Regions from separate parts of the Mus musculus genome. Here region 2 is linked to region 1. Evidence: chromatin contacts called from public Hi-C data. All regions are on one chromosome and are shown on one strand. The core of a region is the stretch at or near the end of the contact, and the rest is flanking DNA. Distances in the headings are between cores, read along the strand shown. Region 1 overlaps 6430548M08Rik (RIKEN cDNA 6430548M08 gene). Region 2 holds the start of Cibar2 (CBY1 interacting BAR domain containing 2).

What was found. Hi-C and Micro-C count contacts between places; a contact is called where the count stands out from the background.
Region 2: a Hi-C map of granulocyte-monocyte progenitors shows a contact between it and region 1, with 1.9 times the contacts expected there. The contact joins the promoter of Cibar2 here to the enhancer-like site in region 1. A contact is called at or near these places in 8 of 484 Hi-C or Micro-C datasets (the C2C12 cell line, the G1E-ER4 cell line, the HL-1 cell line and 4 more), 2 of 115 datasets of contacts at active chromatin or transcription factors (embryonic fibroblasts and embryonic stem cells) and 3 of 9 other capture datasets (adipose tissue, liver and pancreatic islet).

The regions. Positions count from the first base shown.
Region 1 is chr8:120,127,388-120,133,668 of GRCm38.p6, forward strand. All of the region lies in intron 1 of 6430548M08Rik (RIKEN cDNA 6430548M08 gene), which reads left to right. Among named protein-coding and RNA genes, the nearest start is that of 6430548M08Rik, 16 kb to the left of the region's middle. Within about 2 kb of position 3,939, at least 27 of the 459 cell types and tissues checked have an H3K27ac peak or open chromatin away from gene starts, as enhancers often do. A contact at or near this core is called in granulocyte-monocyte progenitors, where this site is marked.
Region 2 is chr8:120,175,958-120,181,916 of GRCm38.p6, forward strand. It overlaps Cibar2 (CBY1 interacting BAR domain containing 2), which reads right to left and starts at 1,512. Exons shown (of 9, transcript NM_001033980.2): 1 at 1,357-1,512. The coding sequence starts at 1,376.

The DNA of each region.
Region 1 (6,281 bases), core at 2,689-5,188:
CCTGGGTCGTTGGCACTTCCTGAAGAAGCCTGGTGGGACTCGTCCTTGTGTCCCTGTGAGTTCTGCCCCTCATCCTCTCACTCGGTGTCTTTCTTACTATGCAGTGCTACCTTTCCCATGCGGCCACCTTCTCGGAAGTTGCCTGCCCTGTCCTGTTCAAACCTAGTGTGCTTTTGAGCAAGGATGCTTCCCCCACACCCCCAATGGCAGAGGATGAGAAGCCCCAGCTCTCCTCCCTCCCTCCTAATCCAACCTGCATCCCCGGGCAGGCAGGGAACTTATAGCCGACCTTCCTGGTTTCCAGCCCCTCCCCAGCTTCCAGACCTTCACTGAGCTTCACTGCTGGCATGGAAAAGCGAGACTGTAGGCGGCAACATCTTTCTTCTTTGTGGGGCTGCTGATGACAGAGCCTGAGGTGACACAGAATCTCAAAGGACCAGGTTCGGGACTGCCTGTCAGGGAGAGCTGTACCTGAGGTAGCTCAGGACAGGGGAAACCTGGGGAAAGTTGGGTCTGAGTACCAAATCCAGGGCCCATGTGGGTGGGCATGTGGTGGGTGCAGCTAGCTGCTGTGTCTGGAATCTCTAGAGCCCCCTCTTTCTCTTTTCTCATTTTTTTCTTCTAAATTTATTTTGTGATGCCAGGTAAGTGCTCTACCTCTGCTCCAGACTCCAGCCATTTTCCTAAGAAAGGGCAACCGTTGAACCTGGGCTGTGTCTCAGGCACTCAGCTGCTTTTGCTGATTCTCTTCCTTATAATTATCATCCAGTAAAGTAGACGTGTTTTAGAGTAATATTTTAAAACACATAGACTCATGCAGTTACTACCAAATTCAACTAGGAAGCCATTTCTATTATCTTAAACTCCCATTGGCAATGCCCCTCTCCATCTCTGCCCAGTAATGGCACCCCTCTCTCTGCCTTTTTTTTTTTTTTTTTAAAGATTTATTTATTTATTATATGTAAGTACACTGTAGCTGTCCTCAGACGCACCAGAAGAGGGCATCAGATCTCATTACGGGTGGTTGTGAGCCACCATGTGGTTGCTGGGATTTGAACTCCAGACCTTCGGAAGAGCAGTCGGGTGCTCTTACCCACTGAGCCATCTCACCAGCCCCCTTTTTTTTTTTTTTTTTTTTTTTTTCTCTCTGCCTTTTGTGAAATGTCTCACAGATAGAATCAGGCTCACTGAGGCGTTTGTGCCCGGTGTCTAGAGTGAGGGCATGCCCAGTTGTCCGCCTGGCCACTGGGCAGTGGAACCTTTCAGTTTCTAGCTCTTGGCATGCACACTTCTGAGCAGATGCGTGAATGTGATATTCCCCTCAGAGCAGTGCACTCCTCGGACCGGAGTGCGCTTACCAGGCTCTGCCATCACTGTGTTTAGCTCTACAAGATAAATAAGCAGGCTTCCCATGCAGAGAGATCCCCAGAGATGTGTACAGATGATTTGTTCTGTGGGGTAAGCACATCCATCATGCTTCTCAGATAGGGCCATGAACAAAACAGAAGAGAGAAAACATTAATCCTTGTGGCTGTAGAAACAGCTCAGTGGTTAAGAGCATCTGGTGCTTTACAGAGGACTGCAGTTCAGTTCCCAGCACCCGTGTGGGGCAGCTCACACCCACCTGTCACTCCAGTTCCAAGGAATCTGATGCCCTCTTCTGGTCTCCAAAGGCACCTGCACACACACATAGTACACATGTAGACCACACAGAGAGACAGAGAGAGAGACAGAGAGACAGACAGACACAGAGCCACACAGAGAGAGGGACAGAGACAGAATGGATGAATGTAATTCTGCAGAGGTGAAGTCTGGCACAGGACACAGCAACCTGATGCCCAAGGCCACCATCCATCCAGAGAGGTGAGTGACTTGATGCCCAAGGCAAGGATGGTAAGAGGGAAATGACTTTCTCTAAAGTCTGCTCACTGCACACCAGGGCTGTTTCTTTTCCCCTCTTTGGATTTTTGGAAACAGGGTCTCACATCCTTAGACTCAGCATGTGGCTGAGGATGCCCTTGAACTTCTGATCTCCCTGCCTGTACCTCCCAAGTGCTAACCATAGGCATGCGCCACTGTATGATACTTCCATCTGGATACCTGTGCTTTCATGCTCCTTGACATGTCCTCCCTGACTGTTGGATTGTATGCGTGTGATGCGTGTATGGCGTGTGTGTGTGTGTGTGTGTGTAAGGGGGTGTGAAATGGAGTCTCTCAAATTAGTCAGCTTTTGGCTCTGTGGGCTTTGTTCTTTGTCGGCCATAGCTTCAGGGTTTTTTCCCTCTCTGTTTCATGCTGCCTTCCCTTGCAGCACACACACATTGGACCCTTTGATGCTGTCCCTTGGCTGCAGGCAGGCTCAGCTCATTTCCTTGTCTTCTCTGTTGCTGGGTCAGGTGCTCGCTGACCTTTTGGTGTTCACTGAGTCTGCTGTGTTGCCCTGTTCTGCTGCCAAGCCTCTCCAGTGAGCTTTTTATTCTCCATTCTACAAGTTCTGTTTGATTTCCCTTTATCTTCTTCTCCCCCTGAGACTTTTAAGTTTTTCCTTCTGGACCACCCTGCTTTGCTTCCTGGAGTAGTTTTTACTAATCGCCATTCAGAACCCTCTGTCAGCTGATTCCAGTCGTGGTGCCCTTTCAGGTGGCCTGAGCACTCTCACTCCTAAGGACTTGCCTGGTTCTTTGTGTGCTGGATAATTTTGGATTAACCCTGGGTGTTCCCTGTGTCAATTTCTAAGACTCTGAGTGAGTCGTGTTTAAGACTCTCAGGGAGTGTTGGTATCTTGGCTTCAGCAGACATTAGGCCAGCATATCACCTTTCTCACTTTGAGGCCATTATTAAATAAAATAAAAGCTATTGAGACACAAGACTGGGTCCTGGCACAGTGGATCTGATAACCAACATGGCTATCAAGTGCCGTCGAATGGGTAGCAGAGACAGTATGTTTATGTTGGATCTCTCAAGCAGATGGAAGAGTATGTCAAACAGGAATTTTACTCCTGACATTTCAGGTTCATGTTTTCAGACTGCGGTTGACTGAGGGCAACAAGGACAGCACAGATAAAGGGAGGCCTCTGAGCTGTCCTCTCCTCTGCTGTCCTTCAGCCCCACAGTCAGGGCCTTAGCAGGCTTCCGTGTGCTTTCCTGTCTTTGCGTTTACTTGCTTGTCCCAGTAGACCTAGAGGGGAAACAGTGGGCTTTCCACCCAGTTAGACTTTTCTTTTTGTTTGTTTGGTTTTTTTTTTTTTTTTTTTTTTTTGAGACAGGGTTTCTCTGTATAGCTCTGGCTGTCCTGGACCTCACTCTGTAGATCAGGCTGGCCTCGAACTCAGAAATCCACCTGCCTCTACCTCCTGAGAGCTGGGATTAAAGGCATGTGCCACCACGCCCAGGCCATTTAGACTTTTCTAACTGAAAGGGGGCTTTCCTCCCTCAGGGATGAGGGACCTGGACACAGGCTGTCTATGAGGAATGGCCTGGGGACTGGACCACTGGAGAGAAGAAGATAGAGACAAGGCGGCAGGGACACCTTGGGGATCTGGCTCTCGGTCTGGAAAGCAAGTCACCTTACTTCTTCCCCAAGCCAGGACTGGGTGGCTAGACCCATCTCTCCCTCATGCTTCTTCCAGGTATTGCACTATATTTAGTCCAGGATGAGGACAGCAGGGGCAGAAATGACAGCCTCCTGCCACTCTGGTGGTAGTCACATATTGATCTCTTCTCTCACCTATCGGCCAGCATTAGATTTTCAGAGGTACCAGTCTGCATTCTCTGCGGTTATCAGAGCCACATTTGTGGTGAGGCAGGTGACCAGGCACTTGCCCAGATGGACAGGGATCCTAGAAGCCCCAGCCTCACGGCGTGGAGCAGAGAACCCGGGCTGAATAAAGAAAAGGGATGTCATTGCATGTCTGGCCAGGAACCGTGTGGCTTATGTGGGGAAAGAGGAACAGGGTAGATGGTTGGACAAAGCTAAGTGCTGTGCTGCTGCTCAGGGGCTCTCTGCAGTCCTCTGTGAGTCAGCTGGTTTTGTCTTCAGTGAGTGAGCAGCCTTCTGGGCTAAGCTAGTGAGTGACAGCAAAGGAGTCCTAAACCCCGTGGCACCAATGAGATACGATGGCAGATCTCATGTGAGGGTCCAAGTCAAGCACGGGCACACAGAAATACTGTGTACAGTTAGTTACCTTTGGGCAGTTCATGTAAGGCACATATGGAACATGTACATATTCCAAGGCATCACATATCTCAGGTCAGCCACAGGCAGCCTACATTAGACAGTTTCAGGAGGAGATGTCGGGAAAGGCTTCTGAGAGTGGAGGCTTGAACGCAAGGTGGTGGGTGTTTGCATCCAGATGGTCACTGTGCATGTGGCCTCCTGTGCAGAGGCCAATCTAGCTCTATAAAGAAACCAGTACCTCACCATCACTGGAGAAGGTGAGGCAGGTGGTTTCCAGGCCAACGTAAGCTGCAGAGTGAGATCCTGTCTCAACAATAGCAATAATGAAAGTTCTCAGTGTGCTTGTACCTGCCTGCGCTCTTTCATCCTTTGTTTGTTTTTTACTTTTTAATTTTCAAAAAGCAAAGCTAAAGTTGGGTGTGATGATTCACATTTATATTCTCTATGAGGTAAAAGGAAAGATAGTTCCTTTGAGGTTGGCCTGAGATATGTACTGAGTAGCTAGGCCCACCTTGATTACAAAGTGAAATCTCACTTTAAAACAAAAAATAGTAGACACCCAAGAAACGACCAAAAACAAGGGCTGGGCATGTAGCTCAGTGGGTAGAATGCTTGCCCAGCAGGTTCAAAGCCCTGGGGTCAGCTCCCAGCACCACATAAACTGAGTGTGGTGGGACATATCTATATTCCCAGCATTCCAGAGGTGGAGACAGTAAGTTCAAAAGTTCAAGGTCATCCTGGGCTGCATAGTGAGCTTAAGTCTAGCCTGAGCTACATAAAACCCTATCTCAAGATGGGGGCCCGAATTTTATTGCAATAATGATTCTCACTGGATTAAAAAAAAATGCTCTGAAGGACTGTGTTCAGTCCCTTACGACACCTAGCATTAAGATGCTGCTGAGTAGTAGCTCTTGGACAGGCCGCCTCCATCACCCATTTGATCCCTACGGCAACCTACAAAGGCAGCCAGGCTTCCCAGGGGCCATAGTCCCCTTTGAGCCCTTTGAGTTCTGGTCTTGTTTTCATTGAACATAACATTTTCCTCAATGCCCTGCTGTCAGTGTTGCCCTCAGATTTCAGTGAAGTGACAGAATTAATGTAAGAATATTTACACAGCATTTTTATTGCACCCTTTGGTTGTTTTCCCATCTTTGTTGCACGTTTAGGTTATTGCCCTAAAATAGACCAAGCAGATAGGCGCGATGACATGAGGGGGTCAGAGGATACCAGTGACCTGCAGAAGGCCCCCAGGTAGAACACTGTCAGCTTGAGATTTCTGCATGTGGTGGAGCAGGCTTCCACATAGCTAGGGATTTAGCCAGAGGGAGAGGCAAACTAGGAGAGGGAGACAGGCTTGAAGGTCAGGGAGGGAGACAGGCTTGAAGATGAGGAGAGGGAGACAAGCTTGAAGATGAGGAGAGGGAGATAGAATTGAAGGTCAGGGAGGGAGACAGGCTTGAAGATCAGGGAGGGAGACAGGCTTGAATATCAGGGAGGGAGACAGGCTTGAAGATGAGGAGAGGGAGATAGACTTGAAGGTCAGGGAGGGAGACAGGCTTGAAGATCAGGGAGGGAGACAGGCTTGAAGGTCAGGGAGGGAGACAGGCTCGAAGGCCAGGGTGTACAGTACTGAAGTGGTGAAGGTTCAGAGTTGCTCAAGTACCTGCCTGAGGTTGCTTCTGAATCATGACAGCATCTCTGCCTTTGTCCCTGGCGAGCTGTGTGGGCAGCTCTGACAGAGATGACAGGTGTCCTGAGGAGGCGGAGGTGGACACTAGTGGCCTTTCCACAGAGGACATGGGGCAGTCTGCCAGGGCTTCCTGCCTCTAGGACAGTAGCTTGATCTCTCCTCCCACGGGACACAGATGTCCTCTACATGTGCGCAGCTTTATGCTTGGCCCTCCTGTGCCAGAAGACAGCACTGAACCTGAAGAGAAGGAACCATCTCTCGCTCCCATCGTGCCCTCCAGTGGGCTTTTTGGGAAGGCATACTTTTATATCCCATGGGAGGAAGCATGTCTCCACCTGGTGATGGCCTGCTCTTTTCTCCATACCAAAAGGCAGACACTGTTTATATATTTTGCCAAATTAACCCAAAAGCAAG
Region 2 (5,959 bases), core at 262-2,761, 46 kb after region 1:
ACAAGACAAAAGGTCAGGAGTGGCCCCCACATACACCTGTAACTCCAGCATTGTGGGGCTCTGAGACAGAAGGATGCCTGAGTTTTTATCTGCCAGCCCAGCTCCTGATTCAGTGAGAGATCCTGTCTCAATAAATAAGCAAGAGCAATCGAGGGGACACCCAGTGTCTTCCTCTGTCCTCTGCACAGTGTGCACAGTGTTAGAGACACACACATACATAATTAATTTATACTCATAATTAAATTTATACTTAATTTATACTCCCTTCCCAGTGTCTTGCATCTTGCAGTCCATTTGGTACCAAGGATGCTCTGATAGGGAGTTGTGGACAGCTGTGATGGCTGTCACTGGATGCTACACGATGCCATCCGACCCCATCAAGCTCCCTGCGGAGTACTTGGGCTCTCTATCACCCTTACTCCTCTGCCTGGTCCCTTCTCCCTCCCACCAGCCCTGGGCTCCTCCACAGAGCTCTTTGCAGACCACTGACCACCGCATGCCACACGCTTGCCTTCTCTGACACACCTCCAGGGCTCATGCCGCCTCCCACACCCCGCATCCTGCCCACAGCCAGCGTTAGTGACAACCTGTGTGCTCAGTCTTCATAAGGGTACAGGAGGCTCCTGAGGCGTCCTGTCACAGTCCCCTCCCCTCAGCCCCAGGTCTTTCCTGTCCCTTGCTGCCCTCCCTTCTCTAGAACCCAAGCCCCTCTTGTGGCCTCTAGTGGTGGCCACTTGGCAGACCCCATAAGGAGCACTGTCTCACGCCTGCTAATGAGCTTCAACTTTGTAGTTTGCAAATGCTCCGCTCACACTTCCCTAGAAGAGGTTGCTATTGACATTTTTTTTTTAATCAAGTAAACAAAAGCCCAGAGATGCAAAGCATCCCGCCCAAGGGCATACAGCAGGCCAGACTCCAGGATGGCTGTCACTCATACACAGTTAGACAGGCAAGCAGGCCCCGTGGGTAAGGCTGGAAGCCAGCTTTTAAAGAGCATTCTGGGTGCATCCAGGACACTGGAAGTCTGAGTCCTAGGGAGACTCAAAGGCAATCAGGGAGGGCAGGTGACAGGGAGTCTGGGGCCATTAGAGGGAGCAGTGTCAAGGTCTGGGGCCTGGGTTTTTGGAGGGGTTCCTAGGGGGCAAGCAAAAGCAGGGAACAGACCAGAGAGTGGCTACACTTGCTCTTCACGCAGCACAGGTGAGGCCGACAGATCGCATTCTGGTAACCTCTATGCTTCAAGCCCTCCCTCCACTTTGAGAAGGGATGGCAGGGGGCTCACCTGCCCTCCTCCCCGATGTGGCAGAACGTGAGGATCCCACCTGCATACCCCTCCCAGCAGCGCAGGCTGCTCACCTGGAGAGGACGACGTTCATTGTGGACAGAGAGAGGCACCTGCTGCCAGGATCTTGGGGAGGATAAGGACAGGGCCCCAGGGGTCCCCTAGTCAGAGAGAAGGCAGCTAGTACTGGGCCCAGCTGTGTGGTCTGGCTAAGCTCAAGGGACTCTGCTGCCTGGTTGCCAGGCAACGGGCCATCCCCAGGCAAGCCCTGGGAGGAGCCCAGCTGGTTGCTGGGCAACCAGGGCCTCCCCTGCGGGGTGAGGAGGGCCAGCTTTGCCTTGGGGCTTAACCACTCTCTGAAATGAATTGGAAGTGGGACACAGAACCTCCACATGCCTTTGAATATGGTGTTCTTGGGGGTTCAAAGTGCTTGTAACCACCAGGAACGGACAGGGAGATCCCCGAAGGGAGCTTGCCTGGGACTTCACCCTGGACCCTGCTGTGTAGAGTCTCCTCCACCCTCAAGGCAGAAGGCCCGGTGGGCGGGGCGTGGGAGCCAGTGTCACTGAGGGTGGGGGGAGTAGACGGTAAAGGGAAGCGGAGAAGGTGAACCAAAGGAGTGCGGGGGGGGGGGGTGCGGGGGGACAGGCAGCAGCTCAGAGGAGTGCCTAGCGAATCAGGCAGTCCTGGGCTTCCCAGAGTATGCGACTCCCACTGTTAGACTTGGGGAAGGTGACTCCAGCGTCAGAGCACTAACACGTTGAGAGGTCTGCGGGTCACAGCCCCCGCCCCGCCCCGCCCGCCCCGCCCCGCCCCACTCGCCCCGCCCCACTCCCCTTTTCACTTAAGGTGCAAAGCAGGCCTGGTGGTGGAGGCAGAGAACCCAAGGCAAGATATTGATAGTTCCACGGGACGCCTGTCACACTGGGTCGTTTTTTTGTGTGCGTCCCAGCTCCATCATGCTGGGATTTGTTTTAAACACTTAGTAAGGCAGAAACATTACGGTCAGCTGCTTCAGATTCAAACCCCACGCCTCAGCTCTGCTGTGTGGCCTGAAAGCAAAGCCCTGGTCTCTCTAGTCTCCTAGACAATCGCCCAATAGGAACTGGAGCCCCTGCGGCAGGGATGAGGAGATAGGTGGGCTGGGCACTGGGAGCCGGGTCCCCTGTCCAGCGAGCCCTCAGAGCACACCTGAGTGCTGGGTCTCTGTGGCACATGTGTTATGCTCCCCTTTTGGGGGGCAGGGACAGGTTTCCCCAGACAACACAAATCTCTGTGTGTCCTTTACGGTACTGTGCCCTCTGTTTAGGGGCAGCCATGGCCCTGAACTCCTACCGGGGCTGTGCCAGTCCTGTGATTTTTCTCTCTGAATGATGCTCTGTGTCTCCTGGTCCGTAATCCCTCCCTTCTGAGGTGTTAGCTGAATTGAAAAGTGTCTCCCCAAAGTACATGTCCACCCTGGGTCTCAGAGCATCGCCTTACTGGAAACGGGGTCTCAGCAGACAGGCTGAGCAGATGAGTCACTCCGGCATGGGAGATGGGGCTCATTCAGAGGCTGCTGTTCCAATCTGCAGAGAATCCGCCTCCTGTACCCATTGACGGACTGTGGCTTTTCTGTCTGTGGGTGAGGGATGCCAATGCCCCAAGAATATGGCCAGCTTCTGGAATGCAGAGGTGACTGAATCCCACCTCTGATAGCCAGTGGTGGACGACTACATCCCTGCCTCAGTCTGTCTGGGGTCTTCTCTATCTTAAGGAATCGGTTTCCTCCAGACCCCAGCTATTCCAGTTAATCAGCTTCGTCCCTGTCTGCCCTGTACTATAGCCTGTGACCACCAGAGGGCGACAGAGACCACACTCCAGTCCTCCTGCTTAGGGTGGCGGGATTGCAGAGGGGACACAGGAGACTGGAGACACAGGTATGGCATAGGTGTGGAGGACAGACTGTGCGAGGTCTCGTCATTGGCTCTCTTGGAATCCTTGGAAACCTTATGAATTTGAAAAAATGAAAACTGTCTCGGGCTATGCAGAACTAAGACATGGGGGTCAGAGTGGAGGTTGGCCGACTGGAGAGTCACCAACCCGCATTGTCCAGGGTGGCCACTGGAGGGCGCATATTCTCTGTCCTTGTCTGGTTCTCTGTAGTCCCTTTCCTGTCTTTCTCTGTGTCTCCGTGTTTCTCCTTGTTTCTCTGTCTTTATCTGTGTCTGTCTCTGCCTCTCTCTGTCTCCCTCTGTCTCTCTCTCTGTCACTGTCTGTCTGTCTGTCTGTCTGTCTGTCTGTCTGTCTGTCACTCTCTCTCCCTTCTCACAATAGATGCACATCTTGCTGAGCCATGTGGGTCAGGTACACATAGCATGAGGCCCAGCTTATATCTCAGGAAGGCAAGGACACACATCCTGGTCACTCCCCACCCAAGAAAGGAGCCCAGCTACCATCTGGCATTCGCCATGCTCACAGTCATGTGTGTTACATGGGATCCTGTCATATCTGTAGGAAGTTTTCCCTCCAGTCCCGGGGGCATGTCACATGGCAGTCCAGGTGTCCCCCTCTTGCTCCTGGGTCCCTGTGGTATCTGTGAGGCAGTCTCTGGCAGCTACGTTCTTAAACAACTAGGAAAAAAGAGGGGGAAAACTCAAGTTGAAAACCCAATGCCAACTCCCAGCCGTGGTCCACAAGCAGAAAACCCAGGACGACTCTGAGCAGAACCTGAGGGCTCAAGTGCCTCTCAGTTAGGCTTTGGCCTTGGGTGTGCTGTGTGACCTGGGCAGTCACTGTCCCTCTCTGGGAAGCTCTGTGAGGCTCTGGAGTAGGAGCAATGGTCTGGGAGCTGGCCCTGGAGATACGGGTTATAAGAGGTCACCTCCCCTACCACCATCTTTTTACTGATCCACAGATTCCTAAAGCCTGCATATTGTGCCTGCTACATGACCTCTTGCCCTCTGTCAGGTGATCTTGCTGTCACACTCACCTCCTATTAAGAAGGATTTAAATAGACAGGTCAAGAGAAACCAGGCTGGACTGGAGAGATGGCTCAGTGGTTAAGAGCACTGTCTGCTCTTCCAGAGTTCCTGAGTTCAATTCTCAGCAACCACATGGTGGCTCACAACCATCTGTAATGAGATCTGGTGCCCTCTTCTGGCATAGAGACAGGCAGGATGCTGTATACATTTTTTATATATATATAAAAAATATATATATATATGAGAGAGAGGCAGAGAGACAGAGAGACAGAGAGACACCAGGCTGTGTGATGTACACACTTGCCATCTGGATCCTTGTGAATGACGGCTGAATACTGGTCCATCCCAGACCATATGCTCGGATGTGATCTGTCACTGGAGGAATATAAACTAAGTGCCTACTGTGTGCACAGCCATCAATCACCAGGCACTTGGGCCATGTCTGTGAAAGAACAACAGACACGTGGCACTGTGTTCCCTCCGAGAACATTCTGTCTGGGAAAGCAGGAGGAGAGGCCAGCAGGCAAGATGCTCCAAACAGTTACACTGGCTTCAATCTTTCTCCAGAGGCGCCATAAAGGGGGAAGGTCTCCATGGCAACTCCCTGATCATATGCTGAGACCAATTTCTCAGAATGAGGTCAGAGGGCCAGAGCCACGACTGTATACACTGCCCAGTGTCGGGGCATTCCTCCACAGCCAGGGGCAGGGCAGGAAAGAGGTGGGATATACAGAACTTCCCACACAGGAGGCCCTACTGTGTGAGCTCACAGTGTCTTCCCTGGTGCTGGTATGTGTTAGACAGGGTCTTCCTCTGTAGCCCAGGCTGACCCTGGAGCCTGAGATCCTCTTGCCTCAGTTTCCAAGTGCTGCATGGAAGCACGCCAGGCTCTTGCTTGGTCCAGGTTGGCCCCGTGGCTCTCCCCTGCTGGCAGGGGGTGGTGACTGTGGGGCTTTCTCAGGTTTGCCAGGCTGATCTCGACCTCACTATGTAGCTAAGGATGACCTGGAACCTCTGATCTTCTCACCTTTAAATATACAACGACAGGCTGTGTGCAATGTGTAAATATGACCCGTGGCTCAGAAGTAGAACTCGCTCTCATGGGACACACAGAAGCCTGGGGTTCTGTCATTGTCCAGTGGCGAAACAAACAGGGGCCCCACTTGGTACCACACAAAATCAGCACCCTTCTGTGAGTCCCAGAACTGAGCAGGGGAAAGCCTCTACCCAGGGTGTAGCTGAAAGCTGGCCATAACTATTGGGCAAGCAAGCCACCATAGTTCTGGGATGACAGAGCATCCACGAGGTCAAGGCTGAAGCTCACAAGGATACATGGCAACCTCCGAGTCTATCCTGGAGCTCAGTTGCCACCTGCTCACTTGAGGACCTCACAGCCAAACTGCTTGGTCTTAATCCCAGCTCTGGAGCTAATGAGATGGCTCAGTGGACAGAGGAGCTTGCAGCCAAGCACAGTGACCTGAGCTCTGATCTGTAGCCCTAACCAATATGGAAGGAGAGAACCAACTCCCACAAGTTATCTTCTGTGGTGTGTATGCAACCCAACACACATACAATGAATAAATGTAATTTAAAAAATTAAATTCCAGATCTATTGCCTCACAACTGGAGACTGTGGCCAGCACTGTCTATGGGCCTCAGTTTTGTCATCTGTGAAATGGGACTGATCAGATGCCACTCTTCCCTCAGAGAAATG